Linked DNA regions of Zea mays: all the other regions are linked to region 1. A link is a contact called in public Hi-C data. All regions are on one chromosome and are shown on one strand. Each heading gives the region's core, a stretch centred on a gene start, on an enhancer-like site or on the middle of the called end of the contact. The rest is flanking DNA. Distances are from core to core; before and after follow the strand shown.

The links. Hi-C and Micro-C count contacts between places; a contact is called where the count stands out from the background.
Region 2: a contact with region 1 is called in a Hi-C map of bundle sheath, with 6 times the contacts expected there. The contact joins the promoter of LOC100284845 here to the promoter of LOC100278192 in region 1. A contact is called at or near these places in 2 of 25 Hi-C or Micro-C datasets (bundle sheath and leaf).
Region 3: a contact with region 1 is called in a Hi-C map of ear, with 2.1 times the contacts expected there. The contact joins the promoter of LOC100217233 here to the promoter of LOC100278192 in region 1. A contact is called at or near these places in 2 of 25 Hi-C or Micro-C datasets (bundle sheath and ear).

Annotation. Positions count from the first base shown.
Region 1 is chr2:147,765,930-147,770,849 of Zm-B73-REFERENCE-NAM-5.0, forward strand. LOC100278192 reads left to right here and starts at 2,691. Exons shown (of 1, transcript NM_001367309.1): 1 at 2,691-3,529. The coding sequence starts at 2,878. The coding sequence ends at 3,222.
Region 2 is chr2:147,300,575-147,305,494 of Zm-B73-REFERENCE-NAM-5.0, forward strand. It overlaps LOC100284845 (F-box domain containing protein), which reads left to right and starts at 2,213. Exons shown (of 1, transcript NM_001157740.2): 1 at 2,213-3,968. The coding sequence starts at 2,373. The coding sequence ends at 3,329. It overlaps LOC100279265 (Dcp1-like decapping family), which reads right to left. Exons shown (of 8, transcript NM_001152286.1): 5 at 4,874-4,920; 6 at 4,651-4,774; 7 at 3,973-4,428; 8 at 3,513-3,882. The coding sequence ends at 3,829.
Region 3 is chr2:147,475,847-147,480,766 of Zm-B73-REFERENCE-NAM-5.0, forward strand. LOC100217233 (ERAD-associated E3 ubiquitin-protein ligase HRD1A) reads right to left here and starts at 2,911. Exons shown (of 8, transcript NM_001143588.1): 1 at 2,807-2,911; 2 at 1,930-2,530; 3 at 964-1,140; 4 at 743-892; 5 at 457-662; 6 at 177-312. The coding sequence starts at 2,462.

The sequences.
Region 1 (4,920 bases), core at 1,441-3,940:
GAAGGCGAGTCCGGTAGTGATTGTTCTATTCGTGAACTAAATTAGAGTTAAGGATAAGCAATTTCTTCATTATTCACATGTATCAAGTATCTAACTAAATAATATTTGTATCCGTCACTTATCCGTGTGAATAAATCGTATCGGTATGACCATATCTGATTTGGAATCCGATGAAAATATATTAAGATACGGAATGACCTACTATCCATCCGTATCCGCCTATTTTTACCCCAAAATCTAAGAGCATCTCCAACAACGTGACCTATAAAAATGCCCTATAATTTGAAAATGAGTATATTTTATAGAATTTAGGGCACCAACAAAACACCCCGCTCCAACAGTAAAGCCTCAAATCTAGATTATAGGGCAGCCCACTACGGTGTAGTATATTTGAGTCACTTGAGAGGGTGCCCTATAGTTTTTGGACAAAATTTTATGAAATGAGGCACTGTTGGAGTAGTTTTTCCTGTGTAGAGCCCTATATTTTAATTTAAGGCACTAGTTTGAGGCATTGTTGAAGATGCTCTAAGTAGCTGGTTTATATTTGACATGTTCCCCGCTTCCATTTCTATTTCCATTTTTACCTAAAAGACGTTATAAAACCTTGATAACGAGTTCCCGAAAGGACCTATTCATTTTCGCTTTTATCCCTACTAATGAGATTAATTGAAACTTAAAAACTTGTAACACGTGTAACACAAAAATTATAATTGCCCGGTCACGTGTAACATGTCCGGTCTTGCAGGGAACTATATCTGCCCGGTCTTGCAGGGGACTGCAAAATTAAAGCCACCAATTCCGTGCGATTCGATCATAGTGGGCTGTTGCCACTATATATCAAAGATTTCGTCCTTTTTTTACTTAATAGATTCTTTCAATACATCTTTAAAAATTGCTCTCACCTCTTTTATAGTACAAACCAAGGTGAAGTTAAAAACAGTAGCTTTTCTCAGTTTTCTTTTTACTATCTTTCCATAAAAGCGGTTTTACCGAAAGTTTATAACAATACATTTAGCTCTATCGCTAAAACTATTTTTTGAAAGCAAAGACAACTAAAAAAACATTTCACCGGTGAAAATGACCGTACTGTATACGTCATGTTTAAGACTAGCTTGGTAACTCTATTTTTCTAAGTAATTTCTATTTTTTTTAAAAAAAAATAAACTAATTTTCCTAAAAAAATAAAAATCCTTACAAATAAGGTTATCCAACTAGTCCTTGAAATCGTTTTCGGTCTGTCCCCCGCACACACGCATACCAGCATTTCATTTCGTTTTCAGATACAGATTTGGCGAGAGGCGAGTGACGCTTTACCTCCGCCACTTGCCAAAAGCTAGCAGAGACACCAAACATGGATGGGGGCCCGCCTGCATCCTAATGTTTTGTGACATCACCCTTACCTTAGCATGTTCTTGATAGTGCCGACGTCTGTCCTTCCAAATTCTAGATAGCACATTTAGTGGGGGGTAGCCATGTTGGCATTTTCCAAAGAGCACTGATGTGTTAGTTGAAACTGGAACTCATCTCTTCTTAATAAATATATTATACATAGTTTATACTGTGACATATCATGAATATAAAACGTACATCAATTACTTTCTCCTATATTAGCAGACAATAAATGTGGGCAATTTAGGCCATTATCATTTTCATTCTCGTTAAATACAGTGACACATCATCAAATCTGGTGACATGGTAGCCTATTTATTATGAGAGAGATAAAATGAGTTTCATGGGAATGAAACTAGGCATACACGGTTACCTAGCTAGACATGTTGTGTCTTGCATATTGCCGATGAAACCACACCAAATGAAACTGTCCACTGACAATGAAAAGTCTCATACATGCATGGTTGCATTCGTTCCATGATGATGTGGCACTTAGGAAACATAAATATGAAATCTTTCATTGAGAAGGGCCTGATAAGCATTCCAGGAGTACCTAAGGGTATTTTTATAACGGTAAATGTAGGAAATCTAGGCGCCGGTTAGGTATTAACTACATCTTTTTATTTTTTTCCTCGTAAATAGTAGTTATGTATGTTTTAGATACAGTACGTTCCTAGGTTATTTTAGACTATTTTCATCATCGCAAAGGCGTGATTAGGAGTGTATACAAAGGTTAACGGGTTACATTATATCAGTAGTGGTTTAGACTTTGAAAATAGGCAACTACTGAATTTAACCAAACCCATATATATCGATGTGTTATCTATGGCCCTATTGACTTCATTCCAAGCTTTGCCAGTAAAGGAGAAGATCAATATATATTCCAGTCTTGTGTTTCTGCCACTTTGCCTGGTACGTACGTGTCTGTCCTCTATTCTTGTAAAGAATTACATAATTTCTGCGAGGTTTTATAAAAAAAATAGACAATTTATGTGTGTGAATGCACCGGGCACACGCGCCACACAGCATTTTATTGATCGATCGACCTGACACAAAGCGTGTCAACACCAAGTCAAGAACACAGCGAGGAACAAAAGTTCTCGAGAGAGTGGGCTAGCCATCATAGCTAGCTTTACCATACACGAAGCAACATCCACTGGTCGGCCGGCCGGTGGCATTCATGCAATATGCACTTGGACCTTTGTGTCAGATTTTCATAGAGCATTATATTCCATTTAAACTAAAAAATATACTAGTGCGTATACTATATAACAATCCACCACTGCGTGCAAGTGCAACCCCCTACACCACTAGCGTGCACACACAATTGTGAAAGAAAGAAAAAAACACTTGTGATCTTGTTCTTTCCAACTTACAAGAACAGCTAGAGAGAGCTTCAGAACTCTTGCCACAATTCTCTATAGGTCTTGCGTGTGTGTAGCTCCTTTGCAGCTACCTCTTTGACCAGCTAGCTTGCCTGCCATCATCATGGGAAACTGCCTGGTGATTCAAGACAGGAAGGAGATCAAGATCATGAGCATGGGCGGCGGCGGCGGCGAGGTCCTCAAGATGCCATCCCCGCCGGGCAGCTTGAGTAAGGCGGCCGACGATGTCATCGTCGACGCCGACGCTGCTGCAGCTGGCGCCGCTGCCGTCGTCAGGGTGAAGCTGGTGATCAGCAAGCAGGAGCTGAAGAAGATGCTCGACAGGGAGGGCGTGTCGCTGGACGACGTGGTGTCGTCTCTCGTGCTGCGCAATCGAGAACTGGAGGAGGTCTGCTGCGGAGGGTGGCGGCCGGCGCTCGAGAGCATACCGGAAGGCAGCGATCTCTAGCATGCACGTACGACAGCGCCTGGCATCGGTCGTTCAGATGTCTAGCTCTAGCTTGTGGAAGTCACTGGATCAGTGACGGTCGTGCCTACACTACACTGGAGTACACAAGATACTTTTTGGGAATAAGCGTAAGCAAAACATGTGTGTGCTGGGTATAACATTATATACACATATATATAGAGAGAAAGATAGTATTGGTAGGAGTTTTGAGATAGGGATTCTCTTCATCTTTTCTTGCTGCCTACGTGTGCTTGTAAAGAAGAGGTAAAGATGATCCTGGAAATCAAGCAAGTCCTTTATGCATGTATACTATATACTATGTGTCCTAATCAGTGATTCAGTCATCACAGTTACAATCCCAAGGGATCCATATATATATATAAGCTGCTTCTTATATATTTGGTGTTTACTAATTCTCAGTCCTATCTTTAAGACGGCGAGAGTTTTATTGTATTTTAGAAAAGAATGATTGAATTCATAAGAAAATCGGACCCGAGAACCGTATATTAGTTCATGGCTTTCAATACTGAAGATACTTGGTTCGCCACCAAGGTCTGTGCTTGCCATGATCACCACAACCACGTCCACTCGATCGCATCACTGAAAGAGACTCCGCAGTGGTTGGTGGTGCGCGCCTCTAGCCTAGCTGGAAATCAATGCAATGACAAAAACGGCAGCAATTTTCAGTTCAAATACTGATCGATGGGAAGTTGGGCCGGGATGAGCACACAGCTAGAGCTGACGAGGCCCTGTCGTAATTTTACGACCAAGTATCACCGTCGCCATAGGTGCCACACGCGCTCATACTGGGCCCTAAAGGCTAGTTTAGGCCCGCATACGTAGCCACTCTCAGTCTCCTAGTCTCATGTGGCGATTGTCCATACCAACCCATCTAGCCCACCCAAGCCCAACGATCACCTAGGCAGCCTCCACCGCCATGAGCCCAGGACGCCTCTACGCCCTCAATCTCCAAAGACGTGACTCCAAATAGTAACCTAAAATTAAAATAATACATCATTTAATGGTGCACCCATTAGTGTCCTACATGCCATATTTCCAGCGTGTCCAAATAAAAATAGAATCCCTTGATTTATGGTGGCCGTATCAGACGTGGAGGCACTTGGTTGGGAGTGAATCAACATTTACACTATATCTAACAATATTTGTGCTCAATCTTGAAAATTTTTACGATCATTAATACAACACATCAGAGTTAGTAACGTCTCTCACGTTAGCTCGTTATTTACATTCAAGATAAGGATTTTTACGTTTAAAACTGAAGATTTTTACGCTCGAACCTGAAGTATATCCACCAGTCTACTGCATGCCATTTTTTTAAGTGCATAGTGAAAAGAGAATACATTGATTTATGGTGCTCGTGACTCAAAAAAATCAATTTTCCTAATCAACTCACCTAATCAAATTCTTGATTTTATGGTGGCAGTATGGACGTGGGGGGCTATTGGTAGGAAGTGAGTCAACATTTATGTTATATCTAACACTTTTGATGCTCAAACTTGAGGATTTTTACAGTCAAAACTGAGGATTTTACGCTATTCAGAGTAGGTATTTATGCTAACATATACAAATTTTTTATGCTATAATTAACTCGGTATCATATACTCGTTTCTTGAAATTATGATCTAATTAAGACTATTTTACGACACACATAGATATATCTTATACATTTTGTTTGAT
Region 2 (4,920 bases), core at 963-3,462, 470 kb before region 1:
CTGAACTGGAGGCTAGAAAGTGCTACTTTCGGTAAAAGGGTAAAACCATAAGGTTTGATTGCTTAGATAAGTTGCATATGTGTCATACTATGTTTCTAGCACTTTTGTTTGATCTCTAACTCAATTCTATAGTTTGATCCATAATGCAAATCCTAATGAAACTATGGTGAAAAGGTCAGTTTTCTCTACGAGAGTGGTGCGGTTCCATTTTTTATTTCAAGAGCGCAGTGGCTCCATTTCAGATTTCGAGAGCAGAGTGGAATCCGTCCATTTTCTGTTTAGACCCACCTATTTTTTGGAGCGATCTTGTCATGAATCTGATAGAAATATTCCTAATTTAGGGCTAGTTTGGAAACTTAAATTCCCCTCCAGGATTCCTGGTGATTGAGTGAGAAAATGATCCAGAGGGAATGTAAGTTTCCAAACTAACCTTTAGAGTTGCTTCACTTCGACAGCTCTGTTCGTTCTCTAACCAAACGTAGAATGGAATGAATATATCCCACCTCGCTCCCTAACCAAACTGACTATTGGTCACTTGCTTTTGATTGTTGTATAGAACCAAAAACAAGGCAACACAGTGTTAAACAGTAGGGATCTTCGTCCTTAAAGTATTATCTCTTCGGGATAATAGCTTTAGGACAAAGATGGTGATGGACACTTCGGAATGCCAAAGACATGAGTTAACACATTACATGTTCTTTCCTTCATTTAACTTTGATCTGAAGGTTATATGGAGGAAGGAAATAACAAACAGAAGACTTGTGCATCTTTTAATCGTAATAGAAAGTGTGAATAATAAAAGATAAATTTGACTTATCTGTGTATCCGTCTCAAATATCATTCCTTATAAAATGATAAACGTTTACTAGCATACCTTCGGTTTCACACAAATGAGAGCTCGAAGTAAATCTTAGAAACTGAACAAGGGAGAGTTCTTTTCCTTCTATTTTCTCCAAAAAAAAGGTGCCCTATACATGATACTGTTCATCCATTTATAGGGGAGAGGTACAACTTCGTGTGAAATTACAATTATGTCCACAAAACTTGTATATATGATATACAAACGACACAAGGGTAGTATTGACTTCTATTTTTATCATCTTGACAACAAAATCTTGTGAACACCTTCTTTCAGCCTTGTTTGACTTCTGTCATCGTCTTCATGTATTATCATGACAAAGCTAATGCCTTTATCATTTTCTTAATTTATTCCGAAGGTGGGTACCGCTGAAGATGATACTGCCGAAGCACATGTGATACTTAGAGATGTATCGAAAAATAATGGTTAACTTATGTTTTTTAGACATTCGAAAGACGAAACCCAATACTGACCATAAAAATTGTTCATTAATGGCAGAACGGGGACCAAATAAGCATGTTCATGTACTGCTTTGCTGCTCATAAACACGCACATGCCAAATCCCAAACTCGACCGCGGCAGGTCGGCCGTTCACGGGCGGCGGGTCGGAGCAATCCGATCCCTTCCTTGCCCTGCATCCGCCAATGCACCCTTCTGTAGCAGAGGGCGACGCCCGAGCCGCCCGCAATGGCTGCGTGCACCTACAAGCTTTTGCCTTTCTGTTCTCATGTTACGTTAGGAGTACGTGACGGGCAGACCGGAGACCACCGGCCACCGCGCGCACGGTTGGTTGGTTGGTTCACTGCACGACGTGGTACCACTAGTAGGCTAGGCAGGCAGGCAGGAAGGAAGGAAGGCTTCGTCATCCACCTCAGCCGGTCAGCCCTCAACCCCAATTTACACGTCGGCCGGTCAAAGGCGCGCGCCGTACATTGGCCGCGGTCGACGCTCGCCGTGGCCCACGCGCCCGCGACAACGACGACGGGCGCGGTGAGATGGTGGGCGGGAGCCGTCGCTGTCGCCATCGTCAGACAAGAGAAGCTTCAGTTCGTCCTGTGTCATAAACAAAACGGAAAGAAAACCCGTCGTAGCGGACTTTTCGCGGAGCTTGCTTTCCTGGAACGCAAAGGCCACCGCGAGAGCGAGAGCGAGCTACTAGACGCCTGCCTTCACCTGCACGATGCACTGCGCCGTGGCTTCTCGTCAGCTCTCTCTGCCGCGTCCCCATGCAGCTGCTACCGGTGGGTCGAGGCATGCACTCACATCACAGGGCACAGGCACAGAAACACCTCGCTTTCTCGCCCTCCCCCTAGATACCCATTTATAAACCAACGAACAAGCCAGTAGCTAGCCAAATCCTTGCTGCCCTCCCTCCTCCGACGCCGGAGGCCATCAGAAACGCGCGTGCGCGCCCGCGCAACCACCACCACAACCCCTTTCCTATCCACGTTCTCCGGCCTCGCTCCTACTGTCTCCCGGTCGGCCGCCCACCGGCCATCGTTCGTCTCATCCCATGGGTGTTGGGGCGATGGAAGCCTCTTCTCCGGCCGGCGACGACGTCGGCGGCACGGGCATCGAGGACCTCCCGGCGGACGTCCTCGCCCTCGTGCTCCGCCGCCTGGATGGCGCGTCGCTGGCGGCGGTCGGCTGCGCGAGCTCCGGCCTCCGCAGCCTCGCCACCGACCCGGCCACGTGGCGGGCGCTCTGCTTCGCCATGTGGCCCTCCGTCCGCGACCTGCCCTGCACAGGCCGCGTCGACGGCGGTCACCGGGCGCTCTTCGCCGACGCCTTCCCCTTCCCGTGCTCGGTCTCCCCTCCCACGCCGCCGCAGCCCCTGCCCGCGCGCCTCGTGTCGGCCGTCGACCTGCGCCACGCGGGGGTCTGCGTCCTGTCGCGCGTCGTGGAGACGGACGCCGCCTCCGACTGGTTCCTGGGCGCGCCGTTCCGCGTCGACGCGCTGCTGCAGGAGGGCTTCACGTCGCCGGCCGCCGCGGCGATCGCGCCGGCCGACCTCGAGCTCAGCTGGGTCCTCTTCGACCCGGCCACCGGCCGCGCGCTCAACGCGTCCAGCCGCCGCGCCGTGGCCGTCGACCGCAAGTGGCTCACGGGGGACACCGTGGCGCGCTTCGCCGTCGTGCTCGGCGGCGGCGTCGCGCTCGACGCCGCCGTCACGTGCGACGAGCGCCGCGGCCACGTCCGGGAGGTCAGCCTGCGCGTCGAGGACGCCGACGGCGCCGGCGTCAGCGGCAGGGACGGGCTGGCCGCCGTCGCCGCCGCCATGGCCGCGCCCAGGCGGGGGTGCCGCGGCGCGGCGGAGGACGTGGCCAGGCTCAGGTACGAGGAGTTCGTCAGGGGGAAAAGGGCGCGCAAGGAGTCGAAGGCCAGGCGCGAGGGCATCCTTGATCTCTGCTGCTCTGGCGTCGGCGCCGCCGCCTTCCTCGGCTTCCTGGTCATGCTCACGTTCCGGTGAACTCGTCCGATTCGGCCCGCCCGGGCATTCGGGCATCGCGAACACCACAACCACTAGAGAGTGCCGTTGACATGTACAGTGTAGTTCAGGGAATGTGAATATGATTGGGTTGTAGGTTATACGGTCGCCTGTCAAACAACAGGGAAAGTCAGCATCATATCTCTCTTTTTTTCTCCTTTTCCAGAAAGCGAAGTTAATAAGAATTAAAAAAAAACTTCTAGAATCTCAGTGCTGTAATTTGTCCACGCCAAAGCACATCAAATTCCAACGTTCTTGAACAGGCTAGTTTTACTTCCGCTTCTCACACTGCCAACACGGATATTTGGAACCAAGGGACCCCACAGATACTACCAACCATTCCTATAGTACTCTACACCAATACACTAACACAAACCTATACAATAGTACGGGAAGGGAAGCATGCAAAAAAGTCAAAGGAAAATTACAGGCACATTCTTGCCACGAGCCAGAAAACTCCCGACAAGACTAAGCAAGCAGCCTATACAAGTGATCTCTGCAATTCCCGGCACACCAGATCAACGAACTCGTCGCTCTGTCAGGCATTTGGTGAGAGTTAGAGAAAATGATGATACCGATCCAAAACAGTTGTACCCTGTATGTTTTCAGTGTGGACAATTTTTACCTGAACAAGTCTCTGTAGAGCGTCTTTGACTCTATCCCTTGTAACAGTAAGTCTATCACTGTGTGAGGGGTTAAGGGAAGGAGGTGGAGTGGGCGGTGGAAAGGGCTGGAGCAGTGGGGTGCCATACTGAGAACGTTGAATAGATGCCGCCGAAGTGGGATGAAGAGGTGGCGCAGTAGGAACCACAGATGCACCCGGCGGAGCCAGTGGAGCTGAAGAGGATGGTGGAGGCGCAAAGAAATCTGGTGTCACAAGATTTGTTGGCCGGCTAGTGTGGGCATTAGTTCCATGGACGGGCAATGGTGAAGCTGTTGAAGCTACTGAAGGGGGCAGTTGATGTGTTGAAGCAGCAGATGGAACGATCAATGGCACATGGGAAGATGGGATGCTCTCAGTAGATGGGTGCACTCTTCCAGACGGTTGTGCGTTTGATACACTTCCAATGCTAGCAGCGCCCTGCAGATATGTTGGAAAAGCAATCTCAGCGTAGTTAGACACAACAGATATTATGTGATGCAGCATATATCCAACCATGAATGCAGCGAACTTATGTGCATACATCAACCGAGAAGCTAAAATGGTCATTGAGTACAGAATGCAGATAAATGGGGATATACCATTCAATCAAAATGAAAGTAAAATGGGATGAAATAGCTGGTAGTTGACAGTTGAGCATACACTGAAGTAACTGATTAATGATTCATCAGGGGTATCAAGGACTACAGCGGCAGACGCTGGCGGAGGTTCAAGGGGGCCGTCTATAGCAGCAGATGTAGGAACAGCCTCCAGTTCCTCAAACTCACTGTGGCCATGAAAGAAACTTCAGCACAATTGATAATATATAATTCAAAGGAAAGAATGGAGGTGTTTGAATCCAAGAGACTAGAAACGAGTAATAGACCTTTTTGTGGAAGGCACTTTAGGTTTTGGAGGTACTTTGGCGTAAGC
Region 3 (4,920 bases), core at 1,661-4,160, 290 kb before region 1:
GTATTATGCTTTATATCATAATAACACCCCCCTACACTTCGTTATGCTATAAATACAGTAACAATTAAATTATAGTGAATACAAAGTACAGAAAACTAGACAAGCATTGTTAACAACCCCAGTTTGACAAGATGATAAACTTTGCTTTTAGACTTTAGAGTGTTTCAGAAACATACCTGTTTAGGGTGTTTGCTGGAGGATAAACAAAAGATCTTCCATATAAAGAAGCTGCTGCAGCAGCAGCTTCAAGTTTTGCTTGGCGCCTGCTCATGTTCTCACCTGGTGCTCCTTCTGAGGATGGAGTGGCAGTACCTGCAGCTGACTTTCCTCACATCAAAACAGCAATCACAGATATAGAACTGACAACAGAGTGCGTCCTCAATGATTCTTAAGGCTAAAATCAAAATATGTGGGGTAGTGAAATAAGATCAGAGAAATAAAGGAACAGAAACTCACCAGGTTGAACCCCAGCCTGGGCTCCATGTTGTCGTGATGATGCAGCACGTCCATTATCTGCAGGAACGATTGGAGCTCTGCACGTGGGGCAAGTGTGTTGGCGCTCTAGCCATGACCTCAGACAATGCACATGGAACAGATGCCCACAGAGCAGTTTCTTTGCTGTAGTCATCTCCTCACGGCAAATAATACATGTAGCATCACTCCTGAATACAATAAAATTTAAATGACACTATTTTTATAGTTGAGTCAACTGAATCACCAAAAATTAAAATATAAAACTAACGCATCGAGCTCTTCTGATGTAGCTTCTGGAAAGCGTTCATTCATGTTGGAAGTGATCTTTCTGTAACGTATGTAATCTGCAATGCGAATTCTGAAGCTGCGGAAGGTCTCATATAGCTCACGAATCAAGTGCAGCGGGACACCATAGTTCCTGATTCATATAACGAATCAATAACCATAGTTTGCATCCTAGTATCAGAGTACCATAATAAGAGAACTTACAAGAAGATAGCTATGAAGAAGAGCATGTATAATGACAAGTGCACAAGGTCACTGATGAGCTCCAAGTAAAATGTATAAACTGCCTTTCTCTCCCATTGACCTTCCATTAGCATGTCACTGACATAGAATATGTACTTCACAAATGTTGATAAAGTGGATGTTGCTAGTATCGTATATCTGAAACATGATTTATACTTGTTAGCTATTATTGAGTATTTTGAATCTTGAAATAAGAAAAGGCAGACCCAGTGCCAGAGTAGAATAAGAACTATACCCAACCTGCAAGCCATACGCCTTGCCTTGGAAGGAACAAGAAAAAAAATGATAGTGTAGCTAATGTTTCATGCTAATGGGCCTAATACTTTGCAACACTTAATGTATTGCTCAAACCTAAACAGACAACTGCACAAGCTCATAGCCTAACATTTCATAATATAGCAACAACAACATATAGATGAACTGATTAGCAAGATTGAGAATATTGAGGTAGTGAAATTAAGATATATTCATGGCTTAGCATATACACATCAAGCAAACAAAAAAAGAACAATAACTGCAAATCTGGCATTATTCATATGGTATAGGGCAGTGCAAACTGCAAAGGACGATACACAAAATGGAAAGAGGTCGTGTTACTGAAGAATTAAGATCTTTGTGGTAGCCTTGCAGGCATGGTACAGTGCAACTACAAAAAGACACTCGCTTGATATATAGACCTAACATATAGTACTTAGTTTTGCAATTTGTTGTCCATCATATTGGGAAATGCCATTTGAAAGAGTTCACTCATTTTAATCGATCTCTACACCTACTCTAATATTGTTGCGAAAGAGGATCGAATATTGTAGCGTGTCATATTGATACAGTGATAAAGTGAAAACAGAAAGCATAGATACATCTCAGGAATTTCCATGCACATAAAAAAAGGCATTTAGGCAAAATTAAAGAAACGAAAACTGAGCTTACTCAAAGGAGAAGAAGATGGCAACAGACGCCTCCCGCTTCTGTATGAGTGACCTGAGTGAGTTTGACAGGAAGAGGCAATCGACCGTGAGCAGGAAAACCATGAAGGATACAATCCTGATGTGCGAGAGCAAGGGCACGGAGGGTGTGGTCTCGATGTACTCGACCCTCTTCTGCGCGAGCCAGTGCAGTGCCTTAACAAGAAGCAGTGCAGCGACCATGGCAAGGAAGGACACCGAGAAGTCCTGCCGGAAGATGGTGACGGCGAAGAGAATCTCGATGACCTCCCGCCAGGACTGCTCGTTGAGGCGCTCGACCTCGGCCTCCCGGAGGGAGCCGAGGAAGAGACGCCTGGCGAGCTGCCAGGCGACGCACATGGCAACCAGGCCCGTGTTGAGGAGCAGCACGAAGCAGATCTTGGAGGTGGAGAGGTACACCATCGCCGGGTAGAACTGCTCCCGGCTGCTGAACGCGTAGTACGCCGCCGAAGCCGTCGCCAGCAGGCTGAACGCCGCGTACATGGGTAGTCGGATCATCTTCGCCACCGGAAAATCCCACAACAAAACTTCCGCAATGAAACCGCACCAGAACAGCACTGGGTCGCCTAGAAGAAACGAATGATCCAAAATTACCAGGCGCGATATACAGGGAAACAAATCTCAGAAGTCAGCCAGCTAATCCAAGCAAAGGGGGCAGAGCCAGTCACGGACATGGGCGATAATATATTTGGAGAGAGAGAGAGAGAGAGAGAGAGAGAGTGGTAGACATTAAACAGGCATACATGTACACTCAGATCCGGATACTCATAGCCAAATAGCTTAAGTTAGGGTTTGGAAGCTCCGTTTCGAACAGTACGAGAAGGGGTGGGCATACGGTATACCTGGTGGATGCTCTTCGCCGGCGAAGGACCCGACGGAACCTGGCACCTGGCGTAGGGCGTCAGCGTCGGCGTCGGTCGTCTTCGTCGCCACGAGAGAAAAGAGGGATGGACGCCTGAACGGGAGAAGAATTCGAAGAAACAGGAACGGCAATGGTGGAGCCGCAGTCCGGTGCTGTTTTGCCTGGGCCTGGAGCAGGCATGGAAACTGCCTGTCTAGGGGCTCTAGGCCCATTGGTCCGAAACAGATCCTTCGCGCTTTGTCTGAACAATTGAACTTGTCGTACCGATATGAAGAAATTTGAGATCAGCTTCTGACCTTTGTCTTTTCTTCTGATAGAGTTTTATTCAAGTATTTATTGTTTAGAAATACTATTTTTTTCTGAAGCAGGGTAGACGCAGGCGGACATCGAATTCAATCAGCCCCCCCCCTCCCTTCCGTTTTTCTCTTGCTGCTGCTGGTGGTGGGCTTTACCTTTATAAAATAGCTCTATCGATAGAGCTAAGTTGTTTTGATAAATTATTTGGTAAAATAACTTTACACGTAGTTATTTGGTTTCATTCTCCACGTATCTTTGGTGAGAATACGATTTAAGATAGTGTTTGGTTGAGGAGTCAAGTAGAACGGAGTCGTTTCATCCCTGATTCTAGGAACGGAGCCGCTTTGTTCTGTGTTTGGTAATCTGGAACAGAGCGGCTCTGTTTTTTGTTTGGTTAGATAGTGAACGGAACGGAGCGTGATGCGAGCGGGCTGGAAACGGAGCGGCTCCGTCCGGTTGATTTTTTGGAGCGGGATGGTTCCGGGTCTGAGGAGAATATTTCCTAATTGGAGTCATTCCGTTCTAGTTACTTTGTAACCAAACAACAACAAAACTGGGACAGAACGGCTCCGTTCTACTTGGCTCTTCAACCAAACACTACCTAAGAGAGCCCTTGAGGTGAAACAGTCATTTGGCATAAAAGGACTCCGAACGTCTTTAGGGCTTGTTTGATAGTAAGAGTAGTAGAAAGGATTGAGGGGACCAAAATCTATTACCATTCAAGTCTTATTAGTAAAAGATTTTGATCTTCTAAATCCTCTCCATTACCCTTGGTCCCAAACGTGACCTTAGAGCAACTCTAAGAGTGACTTAAAATAGCGTATTAAATTAAATTATAAGGCAAAAGGTTAAAAAGAGCACTCCAACGACCACCTTATTTAAAACAAATATCAAAAATATAGGACATGACTAAATGTGTCTCAAATATACAACACTGTCTAGTTGTTCCCTATCTCACTCGCGCCATATCTGGATAATGGGTGTCTGATAAATATACAACACTCATAATGGGCTCTGCTCGGTCCCACGTTATAGTGTCGGGAGCGTTAAGGGTCATACGTGATCATGTCTCATCCTATTGACAGGGACTCTAACGCCTCCCCGCCGTGCCGTGGCATCAGCCAAGACGGTATTTAGTGGCGACATGCCTTATCGTGGCTGGCGTGGGTCAACATTGTTTGCCTCGTTTTCACGTTAAGCGGGTGTAGGTGTGCGCCTACCCGCCATGTGGCAGAGGGTCGTGTAACTGGAACCCACGGATGTACCAGCCCTCGCCACAGGCCCTTATGCCCCCACCTAGCCCAGTTGCTTGCGCAAGCTTTGATCGAATCACCCCCCTCACGTAGTTGCTCGGTGGGAGTTGGTAGGGACGCCCACCTCATCCAGTTGCTCAGCGAGGCATGGTTGGTCCGTCCGCCTCGCCCACTTCCATGGTGGGACTTGGTCGGTCCGTTCACCTCGCCTGGTAACTCGGCGGGACTTGGCTGGTCTTACTCTCGTGGCTTCTTGCCTAGTTGGGCCACCATAAGTAATGGATCTACTTTGGATACCTCGTTCCTGAGACCCGTTAGCAGCACCCGAGCTTTTGAGCAACTCTTTGGAGTTGCTCAAAGGCTTTCTTGTTGGGAATCAGGATTTTTGATGCGCGCAAGCGCGTTTGCTAGATGTAGCCCTCCCCCCGAGTAATATGTGAGGATTGCTTAGGGGGGTATTTCACGAGTGTGGCGTTTTCGCGGCTTTGGGCGGACCCTCTTTTGCGATGGTTGGCTCGGTTTTATGTCTGATAATGTGCTTAGT